Linked DNA regions of Macaca mulatta: region 2 is linked to region 1. The links are chromatin contacts, called in public Hi-C maps. All regions are on one chromosome and are shown on one strand. Each heading gives the region's core, a stretch centred on a gene start, on an enhancer-like site or on the middle of the called end of the contact. The rest is flanking DNA. Distances are from core to core; before and after follow the strand shown. Region 1 holds the start of LOC114671465. Region 2 holds the start of HDLBP (high density lipoprotein binding protein).

Region 1 (4,111 bases), core at 1,358-3,857:
ACTAAAGCAAAGAAGAATAAATCAGAAGTCAAAGTACAGCCCTCAATTATCTATGAGATTGTTAACTTAAGAGTTTTAGCAAACGTTTTATTCTCTTTTTTACCAGCAAACTATACCTTTTTATTTTCCTCACAACCTCTGATGTAAGCTGATATCCAAACTCTCACCAAGTGATAAAAAGGGGGGAAAAATCCAAGTAAAGGAGGTCCTAGAACAGAGGTGGCCAATCTTTTGTCTTCCCTGGGCCACAATGCAAGAATTATCTTGGGTCACACATAAAATTAACTAATGATAGTTAATAAACTAAAAAAAAAAAAAAAAAAAAAACTCATGTTTTAAGAAAGTTGAAGAAATATAGCTGGTTAACTGTTCCCTCAAAAGTTGCCTGTAATGGAGGAGCTCATTCTCCACTTAAGGGCAGTCTGCACCCATTTCTCCACCCCAGGAGCCACAGAGACACAGTCTGCACCACCCCTAACCGCAGGGGTGGGGGGACCATGGAACCTGCCACCTGCCTGGCCCAGGCTCCAGGCACAGGTCAACGGCAGGATCACTCTCCTAACAGCGACCCTGGTTACTCTGTTGGTTTGCTCGCTGCACCTCTTCATGCTTACAAAACGCATCATGACAGTTGCTACAAGAAGTCAGCCAGTCTCTCTCTGTGAGGTGCATCCAGGCCCCAAACTAAACCACCCCCAAATCTCGACTTAACCAGGTGGTCGTCAGTGGTAGCTGCATGACAGGAAAAAGCAGCCTCAGTGCTTTGTAGCAACAGTAACAGACCCACAAACTGGGCTAAATGCCCTTGATCCACACTGACTGGTTATTCTCCTCCATTCTGTTTCCCAGGTGTGGGGCAGCACTCGCACAGCACTCACGCAGCAGAGGGAACCTGGCCCAAGGGCACACAGTTTCTCAGATTAACACAGCCACATTGCTCAGCAGGATATGGGCTCTGAAAGCCACAGCTCCCTTATTTGAAAACTGGGGTACATTCAGCATTCTGAGGTAGGAGTGTTAGCTTCCTCTCCGTCCCTCTCCCCAATGTCAGGTGAGCTCCCAACTACTACAGTGAGTAAGAACCCATTTTCTTTACACAACTATGCATCACTTACTGGCACAACAAGGCCAAGTAATAAGGAGCGAATTTTGCATAATTTTTATAACATAATTAAGACCTCTCCCCAAGTTCAAGAAAAGGCCTGCAATCCTAAAGAGAAGCAAGACCCCAATTCAGATAATACTGAATAAACATAATTCACATTTAAGAAATAAAAGATTAAAAACAGATGGAAGCCAGATGACACATCTAAGGGGCACATGTCTATAGATGGTTCCTGCTGGGAGGTGAAGCTATGGAGACATCTCTGACGAACCATGAGAAACTTGAAGGTGCAATATAAAGAAAGAAGGTACACACAGGACTAAGAAAATACGCAACCCTGTGCTCCCAGGTCCCACACACAGCCCAGGGGCAGGAAGTCTTCAGACAGGGTCACACTTACCAGCAAAACGGTCGGTAGCCAGAAAGTCCGTCCTGAGGCCGCCTCCGTCAGCCTGCCAGCTTTTGCTGGTATGGGATAGGAAGTGGGAGAGAAGAGAGAGGAAACCAGAGAAAAGTTACTTATCTACATTTTACAACCCAGATCTTTTTACCTCCCAATCAGAAAAGGTCAAGATATTACTTATGTTTTGGTTACACCAATATTCAGGCAAGTTTCTCAGAAGAAAAAAAACCATTAGCTTGAAACAAAACATATTACAATAAAACCTGAACCAGCTCCACCTTGCAGAGGACAACTATTCCAGGGACCTGAGGGAGTGATCCTCTAAGTGCCAAACTTCTAAACTTAACCATTTGGAAGTAAAATCCTCACAAAACCATTGGTGTTCTCCTGCATGGTTGCATCACCTTTCCTGTACCCAACACAACCCCTAGACGGCTGAACCAGAAGGGTTGTTGTGCTGGGCTCTGACCTACAACACAATGCGGACCTCAGGGGCTCTGCAGCGCTTATGGTGACCAAGAGCTACTGTCTTCAAGAATTCTCTGTATATTTTGCAGTTACTTTGTTCTTCTTGCTGTTATCCTGTAAAAGTCCTTCAGTCCTTTCTAATCCACTGGGGATTTAGAAACCAGGTCATAAAATCGCAGGATTGAAAGGAACCTTCAAAGGCTGTCTGGGGAGGACCAAGAACTCTGTGAAGTAGGAGGGTGAGTCACCTCGCCTTAGGGGACTCTGGAGAGGGGAGGCTGGCGACCACATGTGCTCCTCAACCACGAAAAGGTGGAACTGCTGACAGGAGTGAGGCATGTGTCTAAAATGGGAAAAGCAATGACAGTAACAGGAACGCCCCACTCAACTGGTGAATACTACTAACACCCTGAAAACAATCCTGCCCATGAGACACATGGGTCCAGAGTGGAGAAGGCAGTTCATGGCAACGGGGGTGCATCCAGTAGACTGGATTAAAAGGGTCTCGCCCTTCCAGCAGAGGATGTGGACTGGTGGTATTTCCGGATTCTAATCTTGGTCATGAGTTTTTTAAAAACTCTAAATACAGGGCTTGAGTCACACAGGGAACCTGTCACAAACCAGAGACACTATGGGGCCCCAGATGCACCAGACACACAGATGTACCCCAAGACTGAAGGGGAAAGGTAGGACAAACTGATCAAGAGTATTCCATTTAAAAGCATCACCAAAAAATTCTAGTTTGCAAGTTTTAAAGATTAAAGTAAGAAAATGTCTCCAAAGTGTCACAGTAGCACATTCACAACTTGGCAAGCGCTCCTTGAGATTCCAAGTGTCTGGCCAGTCTGGGAGCAAAATGGGGCAGGGCACTCTAGGCTAAGGTGCCCCAACAGGTATCCAATGACACTTGCCTCTGGTCTCCTGCATCCACCCTCCGCCCTCCCACTCTTGCTTGCTGACTATCCACCTGGCATGGTCTCTCACTCAAGGTTGTCCCGGGCTCCAATGTCACTTCTTAAATCCAGACACCCACCCCCTTATCAAGCCAGGTTCTGGGCAAGTCTCCAGTGCCCAGTGACAGCCACATTACAAGTCTGCAAAATGCAGTTCCGTCCATGTCAGCTCACACCGACTCTCCAGCACAGAGCTGTGATGAGCCAATCCCCACTGTGTACCTAGTGTCAGTCTCTTCTGAGACCACTCACACACCCTTCAGAAGCCAAGTCCAGCCAGACCCTATACTGAAAGGAGTCTCAACATAAGGGAACCTACTCCTGTGTCTGAGGGAGACCCTGGAGCAAAGCCTCTCATGTTCCTCAGGCGAGCAGAGACTCTCAGGCAGCCAGGTAAGGCAGAAGGCAGACCTCCAGAAAACTCCAGACTGGTTTGACGGGCGATACCGGGTACCTAGCCTCCAGATTCCAAATGGCAGTTTGTCAGAGCTCCTAACGAATGGTTCACAACTAGAGACACATTTAACATTTAGGGTTCTGGTATCATCTAAACAACTCAAAAACTTGTTTTTGAAAAATGCGTTCTAAGCAAGCATTTGATGACTCACATGTAAATGCAGACCCTGTCCCCACCTGAAATTCTGGGTGAGATTTTCTTAAAAGTCTGTCTCATTCTCCTTCTGTGCTCCCAATGCAGTGAGATGCAGCCCAAGGGTCCACCTGCCTCGGGTTCAACAAAGCAGCACCTAAGAAGCTGCCCCTACAGCTCCATGTCCACCCCGCACTGCTATGTCCTGCTAGCGGCTCTGCCTTCACAGACAACACCCATGAGCGTTTAATCCTGTGCCATGTGGATCTTCCAGCAACCCCAAGACAGCCGCAGGCTGAGTGTGCTCTCCACCCAGCAACTCCACTTGCTATCTGAAGGCCTAGTTACCAAAGAACAGAGGCTAAATATCTGGTTTCTCAGATTCTCATTGGATCTAACAATACTGCTCAAATCAGGATTGAAAGGAACCTCAGGTATTACTCTAATCCAATTTCTTAATACCACCAGAGAAAGGAAATTCGTGGACTTCTCAGGGCCCGGATCACCCCTGCATGGCTGTAAACGTTCCACCTCGTTATGACAAAATCTACAACTTCTTTCCCCTTTCTGGCCATGGAGAACAAGTCCACTCT
Region 2 (4,139 bases), core at 989-3,488, 48 kb after region 1:
CAGCTAATTTTTGTATTCTTAGTAGAGACGGGGTTTCACCATGTTCATCAGGCTGGTCTCGAACTCCTGACCTCAAGTGTCCACCTGCCTTGACCCCCCAAAGTGCTGGGATTACAAGCGTGAGCCACTGTGCCCAGCCGAAAAGTCTATATCCTCTTAACCTCTGTATCTGCAGAACCCTTAACCTTACACAGCAATTTCCAGCAAATATTTTTTTGAATTGAAATGAAGAAGTGAGGCCATGAGGCTGAAGTTAGACAACTGGAAGGCCAAAACAACAAAACCTGGAAAAATACTTAATTACTCAAGAAGAAATTCTCCCACCAGGCCACTGAGAAGTTAGCTTTGCCCACTACAGAGGACACTGTGACAGGGATTGGATTAAGCCAAGTGGCGCTGAGGGACGGGACATAGGTCAACTACGTCTTAGAGGTACTCTCCTTACACTCAATGCACTTTTACCCCAATGACGTTAATTTGACTCATGATAAGATGAGCTAAGTCCCTTAAACAGTGCTTGGTATCAAGCAAAACTAATGGTAGTAACAGGAAAGTTTAATCCTCATGATGAATTATTTAACGGGGTTTCAAATGCTGTCCCTGAGACTTGAGGCAGTATAGGCTCCAGCTCCATTTTCTCCAAGTCTAAAACTCTTGATAGGTTGATGTTTCAGACCCAGAGATTCGGCAATTCAAACGACGGAAAGAATTCTTACCCAAACACTTTTTCAACTATTTTTAAATACTGTTGCCAAGTATCCTAATATCATGTGTACTTAATGAATTTAGCCTAGGGATACTTTTAGCTGTCCAAAAATCAAAATGTAAACCTAAGCACTACGTTTCATCCAGTGTTTCAGCATCCCAGATTTGCTTCCCTAAATGAACATTAAGCTTATTATGCAATGTGCCGCTACTAGGAGCCTTAGACAAAATCCTAATTGTGACTTAACCTATCTTAATAGGGTTTTAAGGAAGTTACCTGCTAAGAAAGTGACTGATTATCCTTAAGCAGACACCAAATAAATGTGAAGTCACTGCTTGAGGGCTTAGGGTATAGGGTAGCTATGAATCTGAGAACATAAAACGCAAAACTGAGGGGCAAATCGTCATGTTCCTGAAGATTACGACTCATCCACCTTCCTTCAGACGTTTCATTTGACCACAAGCACTGTTTAATAAGCAAAGTCCAAGTCGACTTCTTTCGATTTTACATGGCGTCCAAACACCATGTCAAGTCTGACCCTCTCATTTTCTAAGTCGAATGGAGAGGATATGTAGCAGCTAGCCCTGAGCACCTAATCCCTTTTCAAAGGAGCTACGCACAAAAATACCCTAGCAACATGCCACGGTGTCAGAAAGGCTCAGGTTCCCAACACCATGCGGGGCAGCCATTAGGAACTCAGGAAGTGCTTCCTCTAAGCGGGGGAAACCTAGGAAGGCTTCCTGAACGAGGGGTATTTGCGCCGAGCCTTGACGTGAGTCTCGGACAGTGGCAGTGCCTCCAGGCCACGCGGGAGGGAGGGAAGGACACCCCGGGCCGGGGCACAACCCGCGGGCCGGAGCCGCCCGCGCCCATCCCGCTCAGGCCGCAGCCAGGCACGGCACCCTCCCGTCCCCGAGCCACGTCGCTGCTCGTGGGCTTGCGGGGCACTCCCCAGGTCTCACCTCGGGCCCCACACCAGAAGGAGAAAGCTAGGGGCCGCGCCAGCTCCGCCCTCCCCCGCGGGGCGGCGGGCCCCAGCCCGGGCACAGGAAGGCCACGTCCCCGGGGAGGGACGCCCGACTCGATGGTCTGCGCAGGGCCCGTCGGCCCCACGTGACGTGCGCGCAGCCAATCCCGGAAAGGCCCCGCGATCATCGAGACGGCGGCGGTGATGGGCTAGACCAGTTTCGCGTGGCCGCTCGCCGTCCCCCGCCCAGTCGTCCTCGGCGCCCCAGCTCGGTGCTGCCGCCATCTTCCTGGAGGACAGGAGCAGAGGCGAAGGCTCCCCCTCCCCGTGATCGCTCCGCACTCCCGCCACCACCTGCCCTCCCCCGACCGCCTCTCTCCTCCTCAGTGGGCACCTGTCTCCTTCTAACAAACGGCCTTCCCCCGACTCCAGTTACCCACCGCAAGGCGAAGATTCTCATTACCTGTTCCACTCTTATTAGCATAAGAAAACCGAGCTCATAAGGTAGGAACTGTGGCGAAACAGGGACAAGCCGCCATCTTGGTAAAGGAGAAGAGGCTACGCTTGACCTCCCCCCCACCCCCAGACTCTATATGGCCAACCGCCGTGGGAGGAGCACGGCGCTTGCGCAGAGGCGGACAACGCGAACGAGTCTGGGCTTGCGCACTCGGAAGCCGGCCGCATGGGGGAGGGGAAGAAGGCCGGGCCGCGCTGAGCCAGGAAGGAGTTGGCAAAGGGGCGGGGTGACGCGGTGACGCAATCCGCCTGCGCGCTGGGCGGGACGGGGTGTGAGCCGGCCGCGGGCTCTGGGCGGGTCCGCGGTGCGGTCGGTCGGTGCCTATTCTCGGGCTGTTTGGCGGGTGAGTGTCTAGCCAGTGTACGCCGCCGTGGCGGGGGCACAAGTTGCGGGCCGGCCCTCCCGAGGAGGTGCGGAGGACGCCCCGCTCGTCCCATACCCTCCGGGGGTGGTCGGCCCGCCCTGGGGTGCCGGCGGGGCGGGGTGGGGGGAGGGGCGGCCGGGCCCGGGCTCTTCGGCCCCTATCGTGGGCTTCGCTGTCCCGGGCGGTCCTAGTGCCGGTGACAGTGGCTCCGACACGGGCAGGGCCGGGCGCGGGAGTGGGGATTCCGGTGACCCCCTGGCGACCCTAAGGGAATTCCACTGCGCGGTCGTCGGTTCTGGGCCTCGGGGCGTCGAGTGCCGCCGAGGTCGGGAGGTTTGGTGCTTGGAGGGAGGATACAGGTTTAGACCCGAGGAACACTTAGCGCTTGTGTGGCCATCTTGTCTTTCTAACGGTGCCATTTCCTCCCGGAGGCGTGGAGGACTGGCCAGCTCCCAAACCTCCAAGCCCATCGACTGGATGCGGCGGATAAGCGGGGAGAGAGCCACTAGGCCCTGCCTGCGGGTACCTTCGGCGAGGAGAGGCGACGAAGGGCTGCACCAGCGAGGCACGGACAGGCAGCAGGGGGTAGGGGATGGGGTTGGAGGCCGCCGAGTTTGTCCGGGGAGGAGAAGCAAACCTGTGGTCTCCATAATCCCAGTGAAGTCCCAACTGTGACCTGGCCTTCGGGCCCAGATAACACCTCGTTGGTTTTTTACGTTTTCGGTCTAATTCTTGTCGGTACCCCCAGACCCTCTGTCCACGCAAACGCATGACCCAACTGTACTGAACTTCTTGTAGTTCAAACTTCCACACTTCTGGCTATGGCCCAAAAACTCTTAAATCTGGTTACCTCCCACCTTAACTGCCTTCTCCTTACCTAGTCCCTGCTTGTGGGATTCCGCCCAAATTAGATTTCCTCCAGACAAGCTTAGGTGTTTGCCTCATGTTCCAGATGGTGTTTGTCCACTGGACTGTTGGTACCGTGAGGGGCAGGGCACATGTTAATATTGTCACCCATACCCATTGCCTCGGTTGGTGTCTGTCGCCTAGTAGATTCTCAAGTACTTTTCGAATGACTTAAATCGCAGTACTTGGCGATATATTTAGTGTTTCAAAATAGTTTTGCCGTCATAAAGAAAAATATGATGGTGTAGGGGTCATGAAAGCCGATTCTTGATACTTCTGATTTGAGCTTCATTGTTTTCACTGATTTTTTGATAGCTCCCATTAGTGGATTCTTGGCACCACCCAGCATCCTAACTCACGATGTGTACTGTTATGTCTCATTTTGGCATTGATCTCATTAGCTATAAAGGTTGTCCTGATTTTTTTTCCGCGACTTCCACCTTGATCTCTCTCACCAGTGCCACAGCCCAGAATAAAGAACAAGAGCGTTTTAATTAGACTAGATTTACATTCTGACTGACTTTTAAACTACCAGTGTGACCTAGGGAAAGGGGCCCGGGTTTCCCTCTATCATTCATAAATGTAACTCAGGGCCCCTTTTTATTCCCAATACCAGCATACAGAAACTGCTGTAAAAGAAAAAGTTGTGGGTTTTTGTTGCTGTTGTTTTGTTTTGTGT

The links. Hi-C and Micro-C count contacts between places; a contact is called where the count stands out from the background.
Region 2: a contact with region 1 is called in a Hi-C map of cortical neurons, with 2.1 times the contacts expected there. The contact joins the promoter of HDLBP here to the promoter of LOC114671465 in region 1. A contact is called at or near these places in 2 of 14 Hi-C or Micro-C datasets (CD4 T cells and cortical neurons).

The regions. Positions count from the first base shown.
Region 1 is chr12:146,547,466-146,551,576 of T2T-MMU8v2.0, forward strand. It overlaps LOC114671465, which reads left to right and starts at 2,608. Exons shown (of 4, transcript XM_077956539.1): 1 at 2,608-2,662; 2 at 3,297-3,379. The coding sequence starts at 2,608. HDLBP (high density lipoprotein binding protein) reads right to left here. Exons shown (of 29, transcript XM_077958132.1): 3 at 1,506-1,570; 4 at 1.
Region 2 is chr12:146,595,594-146,599,732 of T2T-MMU8v2.0, forward strand. It overlaps HDLBP (high density lipoprotein binding protein), which reads right to left and starts at 2,239. Exons shown (of 29, transcript XM_077958132.1): 1 at 2,137-2,239. It overlaps SEPTIN2 (septin 2), which reads left to right and starts at 1,922. Exons shown (of 13, transcript XM_015111559.3): 1 at 1,922-2,177.